Regions from separate parts of the Sus scrofa genome. Here regions 2 and 3 are each linked to region 1. A link is a contact called in public HiChIP or PLAC-seq data. All regions are on one chromosome and are shown on one strand. The core of a region is the stretch at or near the end of the contact, and the rest is flanking DNA. Distances in the headings are between cores, read along the strand shown.

What was found. HiChIP or PLAC-seq counts read pairs in DNA pulled down with a chosen protein or histone mark.
Region 2: an H3K27ac HiChIP or PLAC-seq map of alveolar macrophages shows a contact between it and region 1. The contact joins the promoter of GBGT1 here to the promoter of TTF1 in region 1. A contact is called at or near these places in 1 of 47 Hi-C or Micro-C datasets (embryonic fibroblasts) and 1 of 2 datasets of contacts at active chromatin or transcription factors (alveolar macrophages).
Region 3: an H3K27ac HiChIP or PLAC-seq map of alveolar macrophages shows a contact between it and region 1. The contact joins the promoter of GTF3C5 here to the promoter of TTF1 in region 1. A contact is called at or near these places in 3 of 47 Hi-C or Micro-C datasets (embryonic fibroblasts, heart right ventricle and liver) and 1 of 2 datasets of contacts at active chromatin or transcription factors (alveolar macrophages).

Annotation. Positions count from the first base shown.
Region 1 is chr1:272,210,442-272,214,315 of Sscrofa11.1, forward strand. TTF1 (transcription termination factor 1) reads right to left here and starts at 2,063. Exons shown (of 12, transcript XM_021070753.1): 1 at 2,002-2,063.
Region 2 is chr1:272,834,369-272,838,242 of Sscrofa11.1, forward strand. GBGT1 (globoside alpha-1,3-N-acetylgalactosaminyltransferase 1) reads right to left here and starts at 2,092. Exons shown (of 7, transcript XM_021071033.1): 1 at 1,947-2,092; 2 at 1,011-1,135; 3 at 642-832; 4 at 19-84. The coding sequence starts at 712. LOC110256503 (a long non-coding RNA gene) reads left to right here and starts at 2,188. Exons shown (of 5, transcript XR_002338098.1): 1 at 2,188-2,323; 2 at 2,830-2,967.
Region 3 is chr1:272,741,348-272,745,221 of Sscrofa11.1, forward strand. GTF3C5 (general transcription factor 3C polypeptide 5) reads left to right here and starts at 2,180. Exons shown (of 11, transcript XM_021070913.1): 1 at 2,180-2,647. The coding sequence starts at 2,498.

The DNA.
Region 1 (3,874 bases), core at 813-3,312:
TCCTCCTTCTCAGAGAGACGGTGATCCATGGGTAACCCAACTCTCTCCTGTATCTTCTGCCTCTCCCTTCTGCACTGGCTCCCTTCTAGCAGCATGCCAACATTTCTTTCTTTCTTTCTTTCTTTCGCCACACTCACAGCAGATGGAAGTTCCCAGGCCAGGGACATAGGCCACAGTTGCGGCAGTGCCGGATCCTTTAACACACTGTGCCAGGCTGGGGATGGAACCCATGACTTTGCAATGACCTGAGTGGCTGCAGTCGGATTCCTAACCTACTAGGCCACAGTGGGAACGCCTCCAACAATCTCTAGACTCTTCTAACTTCAAGATGCTACCACCCTCTAACCCTAAAGTCCCATCTAGCTATTCTCTTTCCTCCCTTCACAACAAAATTTCTTAAGAGAGACATTCCTCTCTCCATGTCTTTGCCTTCCAACCACTTCTTCTCTTTTTCTTTTTAGGGCCACACTCCTGGCATATGGAAATTCCCAGTCCAGGAGTCAAATGAGAGCTGTAGCTGCCGGCCAACACCAGAGCCACAGCAACCCGGGATCGGAGCTGTGTCTGCGACCTACCGACCTATACCACAGCTCATGGCAATGCCTGAGTGAAGCAAGGGATCGAACCCACGTCCTCAAGCATCTAGTTGGGTTCCTTACCCCTGAGCCACAATGAGAACTCCCCAACCACTTCTTAACCCACTTCTTTGCAGATTTCATCCCTGTTACTCCTCCAAGACTGCTCTGGTAAAAAATGCCTATGACCTGGAGTTCCTCTTGTGGCGCAGTGGTTAACGAATCCAACTAGGAACCATGAGGTTGCGGGTTCGATCCCTGCCCTTGCTCAGTGGGTTAAGGATCTGGCACTGCCATGAGCTGTGGTGTAGGTTGCAGACGTGGCTCGGATCCCTCGTTGCTGTGGCCCTGGCATAGGCCAGTGGCTGCAGCTCCGATTCGACCCCTAGCCTGGAAACCTCCATATGCCGCGGGAGCGGCCCAAGAAATGCCAAAAAAAGATTAAAAAAAAAAAAAAAAAAGCCTATGACCTTCAAGAGATTAAATTCAAGAGACACTTTCCTGGCTCATCTTCCAGGATCTCCTAATAACAATGAACAGAGCAGACAATTCCTTCAAATATTCTTTTACTTTCCATCAGTTTCTTTCCTTTTTGTAAATACCCCCGTAGCTTCTCCTTCTGATTTCTTGAAATGAGCTCAATCTTTTAAATATACCATCACTCCCCACTAAAAACTTCTTAGTTTCCCTCTTATTTTTAAGATAAAATCCCAAATCCTTACAGACCTACCACGCTCTTCATGAGCTAGTCTGGTCCATGTCCACCTCTCCACTTCTCATGTCTCTGGGTTGCAGACATCCTGCCTTCCTTCTGTTCTCAGAATACAGCACGGCCCTCCTTTTCGTTCTCAGGGACTTTGCAACAGCATCTCATCCTCCCAAGAATGCTTTCCCTCCACGTTACCTTTCTGAGCTATAACTGGTTTAAGTTTGGCCATCACGTCCTCTAATCCCTTAACTGAGTCCCGCCTCCCGGTTCGGCAGCGTTTCTCAATACTCTGGCTGCTTTCCGACTGCACTTCGCTCGGTTGTGACCTAACCCGCCTCCTAACGACTGGGATCTTCCTCTCCATCTGGCTCCCAAATGGTTACCTCCCCACTTATTCTGAACACACCACTTCCCGCCTGAAGGGACGTGCCCAAGCCTGGTCCCGGATTCCGTCCCCGCTTTGCGGTGCCAGCGAGACCTTGCTCCGCTCCGGGGTGGGCGTTCCGGAGCTGAGAGGGAGGAACCAACGAGCGGCCGACTCTCGACCCCGGCCTTGGTTCCCGTGTGGAAGGGCCTGGAGCGGCTGCGACCCCATCCCTGGGGCCCTGGGCCAAAGGCGGGTCCCCCGCGCGATGACAGCAGCCACACGCCGCTCGCTTTACAGACGAGCCCGGGGGAAAAAAAAACCCGGAACAAGTAAAAATCGCTTTCACCTACCGTCCGAACGCGTCCTCGCCTGCCTTCCAATCCGGAAGTGCCGGGGTTGTAGAAGCGGAAGTAGTTGTGCGTCACTTCCGGGCCCCGCCCCCGTCCGGCATCGCGCTGTCGCAGCAGCACGTAGGCCCCCAGGCTGTGACTCCCGCGCTGCTTTCTCCCGGTTTTGTTTCTGGGGTCTTGCGGGGTGGAATAGAGCAAGACCTAAAAATAAGAGAGTGGGACAGAGCCCCTCCATTGACTTGCTACATCATGCTTGCATTCCGTTTATTCAACAGGTTGTTTTTTGTTTTGTTTGTTTTTTGGCTGAGTTCCGTTCATAGTCGAGGGGTGAACGGGGTGGTTAACCCGAGGAAGACGAAGAACAAACACATAAAAAGAATTTAACATTATCATACAAGGAAAATGGAACAGGGTAATGTGATGGAGAAAGACGCGACAGTGAGTGCTAAGCTGGATAGTAGGGAAGGCTCTTGGACAAGTGACATGTGAGTTTTTCCAAATGAAGAGGGTGGGAAAAAATCTACAGGGAAGAGTGTTCCAGGCTGGGAGCAAATAGAGAGGACCTGAACTTGGTTGTTGGAGGAACGGAAAGAAGGCCAGGGTGGCCGAGCACAGTGAATGAGGGGCAGGGCAGTAGGTGAGGTCAGCCGGTGCAAGGTTAAATGGGTAGAGCTAAAGAAGCCTTGAAGATCTATCCTGAGTCTCCCATTTCCACTGAGTCCTGAAGAAACTGAGCTTATGACTGAAAGTAAAGCTGTAAGCAGGCCGTTAAGTCCAGTCCAGTCCATGCCACTCAAACTTTTAGCATTATTGCATAGTAAACATAATCACACCAACAAGAGTTCTCATTTAATCCAATAACAACCCCATGTTTCAGGAATCTTTATTAGGTAGTGTCAGCCTTGCCTTGTGTGTAAGAAAACTAGGGCTTCATGTAACTTGTCCCAGGGGACTTGTGCGGCTCCAGCTAGGATTCAAACTTGGGATCTACTCCAGTATCCTGCTCCTTGCTCTATACCATCTGGCTCCCTCTGTGTGAGCTGCCAAGCATCTTTAATTAAAAAGTGCACAGGAGTTCCCGTCGTGGCGCAGTGGTTAACGAATCCGACTAGGAACCATGAGGTTGCGGGTTCGGTCCCTGCCCTTGCTCAGTGGGTTAACGATCCGGCGTTGCCGTGAGCTGTGGTGTAGGTTGCAGACGCGGCTCGGATCCCGCGTTGCTGTGGCTCTGGTGTAGGCCGGTGGCTGCAGCTCCGATTCGACCCCTAGCCTGGGAACCTCCATATGCCGCAGGAGCGGCCCAAGAAATAGCAACAACAACAACAACAAAAGACAAAAAGACAAAAAAAAAAAAAAAAAGTGCACAACCTGTATTTCTGTGGAAGTCTGGAATTGAAGCAGCTAGATAAGCCATAAGCATACATAAGACACACACACACACACACACACACACACACACACACACACACACACACACACACACACGTCACCACCCAAGGGCTGCTCTTGGATGAGCAGATGCAAGTCTGCCTGGTTTCCTTGGGAAATTTAGTGCTGGTGTTGTCCACTGTTGGTATGTAAGGCTTTGAAGTGCTAGTTTGTTGTCTGTGCAGATTGCTCTGTGGTGAACCCCTTCCCCAGGGCCTTATGGATATTTGTACATTTTTTTATTCAAAGTTTTATTTATTTGATTTTATTGCTTTTTAGGGCCACACCCACAGCATATGGAGGTTCCCAGACTAGGGACTAAATCGGACCTGTAGCTGCCAGCCAACACCACAGCCACAGCAACGTGGGATTCGAGCTGCGTCTCCAACCTACACCACAGCTCAAGGCAATGCCAGATCCTTAACCCACTGAGCAGGGCCAGGGT
Region 2 (3,874 bases), core at 842-3,341, 620 kb after region 1:
TCCCCGTCTCATACTCACAAGATCTCAGGGCAGGGGAGGTAATAGGGGATATAGACCGGCGGCGGCACGTTCTCCACATACAGCCTGGGAGGGAAGAACACTGGCTGACTCGACTTTGAACCTGAGGCTGAAAACCCACTTGGTCCATGTTAGTGGGAATGAAGGCCCCCAGGGGTGCACCTGGGACCCCCACCCCCACCCCACCAATCACTCCTTGGGTCTGGCGAACCGTGGATGGCAAAGCCCCCGGTCTGTGGCAACACAGTTATTATAGAGCCATGCAGCCCTTCATTCCTGGGGCAGGAATGTTCCTGATGCCAGGCCCTGCACACAAGGGGCGGGGGTGGGGGTGGGGGGGCCAGGAACTTTGCAGAAAGAACACATTGGGGTGAATTTTGGAGCATAAACTGGAGTTCCTCGTTAACATGGCTAGAAGAATAGTCCAGGCAGAGGAAAGAGCCAGTGCAAAGCAAAATCCGTAAGTCCAGACTAGTTCATCTCTTACGGCGCCAGAAGGACAGGTGTGTCAGGAGAGGCGGATGAGAGCCCTGGGAGTTCAGTGAAGGGTCAGGCTTGGGGGTTGAGATGCTGAGAGAGGGAGGAGTCGGGTGGGGCCGGAGGGCTCCACGGGGCATGCTCACCACAGAGAGCAGAGGGCCACGCCCACCAGCAGGCCGAACCCCAGGCCCAGGGCTAGTCTGCGGCAGCGCATCTCTGGGTGCAGCGTCTGAGCCTGAGCACCTGCAGAGCCTGGGTGTGACTTGGCGGATCCGCCCACCTCTCTCAGGGGCCGTCAGGCTCTGAGCTTGTGTCTTCGGGGTCCGGAGGAGACCTGCAAAGGAATGCTCCTTATCTGGAGGATAGTTGCCCCAGCCTTGCTGCTCCGCCCTCCCCCGGGCAGCCCCGCTAGGGGACTGTGGATTCCAGGTCATCTTCTCATCCTGCTGGACCCTAGGCCCAGATGGGGCAGTTCTGGCAAGTTGACCCGGGGACAGAGGCTCATTGCTCACCCGAAGCCTGCAGCTGTGCCCCAAGGACCGGTCCCCTGCCTTGGCTCTCAGGTCTCCCTCCCAAACTCCTGCGGCGAGCGAAGGGCGGCCATCCTCCGGACCAGGGCAACAGCGCTTGGGCTGATCTTGGAGAGGGATTCCCCAGGGAGACAATGAGGACGCCGAAATTAAGCTCTGAGCCGGCACAGCGGGGACACGCCGGGCCTGGGAAGCGGGATGCTGCGCAGCGAGGGGCGGCCGCGATCCCCCCGGGCGGGGAGCAGGGGCAGGGGTGGCAGCAGGGCGTTGCTCCAGGAGGCGGCAGCCTGGACTCTCCCGGGGACCGCAGGAACGAGCTTCAGCTCGCACCCGCTCGGCGATAATCTTGGGCAAGTCACTCTCGTCCCCGCTCTGCCACAGCGTCGGGGTCCTCCTCGGCTAGAGGGGGCTTGGTGCAGGGGACAAGACGCAATACGCACTCCCTGATGTACTGGGAGGGCTGTGTCACAGTGAGCAGTGAGCACCGGACCCCTGGCCGCTCTGTGGGGATCCGCTCGAGGTCAAAGATCCCGGGGCCAGAGTTCTGGGGCTTTGGCCCTGCTCATTCGGTGGCCTCTGCAAGGCCGTTCCCAATCCCTCTCCCTCCCTCTACAGACCTCAGTTTTCCCACCCGGTTTGGGGCGAAGCGTCCTCCAAGGCCCCCCTCGACAGTTGGCTCCGCGAGATTCTCCCTCCCGCGGGGCCCGGGCCGCCGGGGACGCTCTGCCGACTCACAGCCAGGGCCGAGCTCGGTCCGCCCCAGCCGGGGATCTGCACCCAGGAGCCTGGGGCCGAAGACACACATCTCGACTACCACTGCGGGCTGGGGACTCGCGGCGCTCTTCCTCCGGCTGGGCGCGGGGCAGGGACAAGGCGCAGCGGAGGGAGCGCGATTGTCCTTACCGGCTGCAGACTCACCCCTTGCGGTCGGACCAGCGTAGACAGACGGAGGGCGCACCTCGGCCAGGAAATCAGGGACTCGGCTGGCCTGGGGTCGGGCGAAACCCGGCTGCGGCGCCGCGCTTCCGGTAGCGTGCAGGGTACGACCCGACGCTGGACGGGCCGGGGGCGGGGCCGCGTGGGGCTCCGGGGCGGGAAAAAGCCCGCGCGCCCCGCCTATCCGCCGCTGCTCCTCCCACCCGCCCGCACGCCCCGCCCACCAGCTGCAGTCTCCGCCCCCAGGGGTTCCCGCGCTTGCGGGGGGCAGTCCCCGGGACTCTACCCTCTGCTGGCCACCTGGAACGCCGCCTACGATGCAGTGGCGAGAAGCCCGGGTCCAGGAACTCCGGATGGGGGTGCGGGTCTAAGAAATACGAGAAGCGGCTTGGGGGAAAAACTTAATTGTTTTCAGAAGCAAATCACAGGAAGGGCAAACCAGCGGAACGCCGCCGCGCTTACCTTCCGGGTTTAGGATCCTTTATCCTTTGCTCAGGGCCCCTGGGCCTGGCACGTCGGCCCGGACACCATGAGCAGCTCCGGGGCTCTGCTTCCTCCCCTGGGAAAGGAGTTGGCCTGTCGGGTGGTATGGACCCTCGTTCACCATAGCGACTCTAGAAGCCCCAGGGGGATCCTCTTACTGTCGCCAAGGGTAGACCTATTGCGCCGATTGGAGGCCTCGGTTTAGGTGTGGTGACAGAGGGGGCATTCAGAGGGACAAGAAGGAAGGCACCCTAGTGGTAAATAAGGGAGCACACAAGGGCTGGGGAGAAACCAGATGCAGATGCCACCTGCAACTTTAGGATGCTGTGAAAGCATCCTAAAGAAGCCCAAATTCGAATTGTGGATTTTGATCTTTCCCCAGCTGGCTGTCGACAGGCGGGAGTAGACTCGGTGGCAGCATGGCAGAGGGCAGCACGGGAGACAGAACGACCATCCAGGCTCAGGGAAGTTCTAGGTTTGCTCAAGGTCGCAATGACGCAGCCTGCCGCTGCAAACCCAGGTATGCCTGGAGCCGCGGCCCAGCCTCCCAGGTCATTTGTGGGTGTCGTTGCCTGCATCCTTGGGGTTTCCCTTGAGGACTGATGGTTTCTGTAAGGCAGGGCTTGTTTTCCCAGTGTCTGCAGGGACCTGGCACAAGCCTGGGGGGAGCTGGTGACTGCTGGCTGAAAGGCTGTGCTTCCATTTTTAGCTGCAAACACTGGTTCCCTGGGACCTGGTCTGGGACCAACTGATTTTTCTCACACAGTTTATGCTTTTGCAGAGTTCCAGGTGTACCTTCTGGATGCTGGTCCCTCCCTGGTAATAAAAAGACGAGGGGATTGGCGCAGACCCAGGCTCGTGGCCCTGGAAGGCGAGGCCAGCGTTCTGCCAACAGGCAGCTGTCCCCTGGCCCAGCAGTCTCTGTTTCCCCTCTCCCTACCTCGGGAGAGGACGGATTCAGCCTAAGGGCAGCCTCAGGGCTGGTCTGGGAGGAGCTGGGTGAAAGGGTGAGGGAAGAGGAAAGGCCCCCTCCCCTCATTGACACAGCGGCAGGCTCCTGGTCATCTCTGCCTGCCTCTGAGAGCCCTGCAGGGGACACCCCCAGGGTCTGGCGGGGGATCTGGTGGCCCGGCCATGGGAACACTCAGAGGTTTCAGCCGCATTCATGATCAAGTTAATGGGATGGCTAGGACTTTAAAATAAAACAGAAAAACATCAGAGGGTAGCCCTCCCAGGAAGAGCCGGGTTTCATGGACTCTGTGTGTGTGTGTGTGTGTGTGTGTGTGTGTGTGTGTGTAGGACATGAAGTGGGTCCCAGATGAGGACAGGCCAGGGAACAGGTATTTGTGGGGGAAGGGACCGAGGTATCCCAGGCCCTGGGGCTCCCAACATCCCTGCTCAGGGCTCCATTCCCCAGGAGGAGGCAG
Region 3 (3,874 bases), core at 930-3,429, 530 kb after region 1:
ATCTGGTATTGCTGTGAGCTGTGATGTAGGTTGCAGACTCGGCTTGGATCCTGCTTTGCTGTGGCTGTGGTGTAGGCCAGCAGCTGCAGCTCTGATTTGACCCCTAGCCTGGGAACTTCCTCATGCCACAGGTGTGGCCCCCAAAAGCAAAATAAATAAATAAAGCAGCCCTGAAGCCTCTGTGATGGGTTTGGGTGCCCCAGGCACAGAGAGGTAAGGAGTCGAATTGGAGCTGCTGCTGCGGCCACAGCAACTTGGGATCTGAGCCACATCTGTGACCTAAGTCCTTAACCCACTAAGCGTGGCCAGCAGGGATCAAACCTGCATCTTCATAGACACTAGTCGGGTTCTTAACCCGCTGAGCCATATTGGGAAGTCCTAACATTTCTGTAAAGTTTTCAACCCTTGGTTATTTAAAGGAAATTAAAAACATTTAGAAAATACAGGAGTTCCCATTGTGGCTCAGCAGATTAAGAGCTCTACTAGTATCCATGACGATGTGGGTTCGATCCATGGCCTTGCTCTGTGGGTTAAGGATCCTGAGTTGCCACAAGCTGCAGTGTAGATCAAAGAGGCAGTTCAGATCCCACATTGCTGTGGCTGTGGTGCAGGCCAGCAGCTGCAGCTTTGATTTGAACCTAGCCTGGGAACTTTCATATGCCACGGGTGCAACCCTAAGAAAGCAAAAAACAACAACAGATTACTGCTCAGGGGAGCATGGAATGAGAGAAAAGACAGGAGGCATTTAAAAGGACATTTAATGTCAAGGCATGGAAAATTCCGGAGAATTCTCTTGGCTGCACTGCACAGAATCTTCTTCCCCAGTGGAGCAGGCAAGTTCCGGCTGGAGAAGGCAGGTCAAGGACTGCGAAGCCCTTGTGCCTGGCCTCCTCCAGCTCCTCCACCATGTGCTGCTGGTGGACTCCTCCCAGCGATCTGAGTGGGCTTCCTTTCAGGCTCCCAGCCGATGACATATACCTCACATTCAGATTACACATTTTTCTTTAAAAAATGTATTTAGTGGTCCCTGCAGTCATTTATTCGGCCTTCTTAAATCCATCTAGAATAATAACATAACTTTTTGATTCAGGAGTCATTTCAGAAACGTGGGGTATCCATTCCCAAGGAGTCTCTTTTATCTCCTAACGTCCTCGAATCCAGTCCCTTCTTTCCATCCTCACTGCCACTTCCCCCGGCAGCATTTCGTGCCTGGATTATGCAACCTCTCTCCGGTGGTTTATCTGAGTCTGCTTTTGGTGTCTCTGGTCTATTCTCTACACAACAGCCACAGAGGAGTTCCCTGGTGGCCTAGCAGTGAAGGGTTCAGGGTTGTCACTGCTGTGGCTTGGGTTCGAGTTCAGGCTTGGGGACTTCCACATGCCACAGGCACCGCTAAAACATAAACAAACAACGCCAAGGAAACAGCCAAAGAGTCAAATGCATAAATCAGATTCCCGCACTCCCAGCACAAAACCCTTCAAGGGCTCTCCATTGCACTCAGAAAAAGCCAACCCGTTAGGTAAATCGTTTTAAGGATCTGTTTGGCCTTTGTCGACCTCTGACCCTTCATCTCCCTCCACTTTGCTCCTTCAAGTTTCGCTTTTTGTCACTTCCTAGAACGGCCCCCAGTCGCTCGCTTCGGGGTCTCCTCACTTCATGCTTCGGTGAGGTTTGAGTGGTGCCCAGCACACAGCAGGCGCTAAATAACTAAGAAACGAAGGACGGACGCCCGCCTTAGTCCGCGCGGGGAGCGCTTCCGCGTTTTCTGAGAGTGGAGGTGGGCAAGCATTCAAAGTGCATTTCCAGATCGCGCTCTCCATGTCCAGATCGGACTCCTCGCGGCCTCCGTGCGCCGCTAAAAACCACATTCTGGGGCGGTCAGCGGGAAAGGGAGGGAACCCACCCGGGAGGAAACCCACTTGGCGGACCCGGGGTCCGGAAACCCATTGCTTACTGGGACCTTTCCACGCAGGAAGAGCGGCCGGAAGTTTGCTTCGGACACGCCCCCATCTATTATTGGGTTAAATCCCAGGAAGGGGCGGGGACCCAACCTAACCCTGGTTCATTATTGGCTAAAACCTAAGGGAGCCAAGGAAGGGGGCGGAAACCCGGCTTCGTCTTGACTCTTCATTGGCTAAAAAGCTCGGCTCGGCCCTCGGGTTCTCATTGGCTAAAGTCGAGGGCTGGGTGGTGTCTTACAAGCGTCGCCGTCCCTCGGGTTGGTGGGAGAGACAGGCCCTTACCCCGCCCCTTGGGCTCCAACCCTCTTCATTTAAAACACAAAGTTGAGGATCCAGCGGGTGTTAACTCCGAAGTCTTAGGCCCTTCCTTCGGGCCTTTGCTCCCTGAGGACTTCGAGCCTCGCGCAACTCAGGGATTTGGGGAGGCGCGAGCCAGGAGGAGGCCGGAACGATTCCTTCGCGGAACCTTTGGGGCGAGGCCTCTGGGAGCGCGAGGACAGGAACGGACCGCGGCGGACCCGACTAGACTGGCAGGGATGGCGGCGGCGGCCGACGCGGGGCAGGGGGGCGCCGTCTCGGTGGACCTGCGGCACGAGCGGCGCATGGTGTGTGTGGAGTACCCGGGCCTGGTGCGCGACGTGTCCAAGATGCTGCTGACCCTGGGCGGCGAGGAAAGCGTCTCCCGGGTGAGGAGCGTGGAGTCTCCGGGGTCCACGGGGCGGACAATCGCGGGACAACGGCCAGAGGGGCGGGACCACCCAGGGACGCGAGGTTTCCTTGGCAGTGGAGCTTGAGGCTGGCTCTGCAGCGGCCAGCGGGCGGGGATTTGCTTCTGAGACCACTCGGCGTGGACCGTTTTTTCTTCGCGGGCAGAGGGCGCGTGAAAAGAACCATAGGGAGACGCAGAGAGGGTCTCCCATCCTCGGATGAGCCGCAGCTTTGGCATTTCTGCCTTGAGCTCAGCTCAGCTGCAGCTCCCCGCTTTCTGCCACCGCAGGATGTGCTGGACTGCCACATCCTCATTTCACGAAGCAGAAAACTGAGATATGGGAAATTAGGAACCGTCGACCTAAGTGAGAGGGAGGAAGGAAGAATTATGTTATTTAGGCTAAAGGTAGTCAAAGCTAACAACTTACTCTGTACGAGCTACAGTTCTAGGTGCTTTACTTAAAACATGATCCTCACTGGAACCCTTCCTGGTAGGAAGTGTCAGTGTCTGAATTTTACAAGGAAACTGAAACAGCTTGTTCAGATTCGCCCAGCAAAGAGTGGAGCCGAGATGAATTCTTAGCTTGTGCAAAGAAAGCTCAATGTAAGGGCTTTACACGAACCAGATCTTGAAGTGTCTCCTCTTGAGAGAGTTGTTCCCTGATGGCCCTCACTAAAGTGGCTGCTAGCAGTTAATATCTGCCTACCCAACCTGCTAATTCCAACCTGAAGTTATTTTAACGTGTTAATTGTCTGTCTTGGACTCTTGGCTCTGAGTCTGTAAATTCCATGAGAGCGGGACCTTGTCGCTCTCGTTCACACCTGTGGTCTTAACATCCATAGTGGTGCCTGCTTCCCAAACACTTGTCAAATGCATGATTGAATCTTCACAACAATCTAATGAGTTAGGTACAGGTACCATTATTATTCCCTTTTTTCAGAAAAAGACACAGGAAGAAAGGCTGGGGGAGTTCCCGGAGTGGCTCAGTCGTTAATGAACCCAACTAGGAACCATGAGGTTGCGGGTTCGATCAGGATCCGCTGTTGCCATGAGCTGTGGTGTGGGTTGCGGACGCGGCTCGGATCCCACGTTGCTGAGGCTGTAGCGTAGGTTGGCAGCTGCGGCTCCGATTGGACCCCTGGCCTGGGAACCTCCATGTGCCTCAGGAGCGGCCCTAAAAAGACAAAAAGACAAAAAAAAAAGA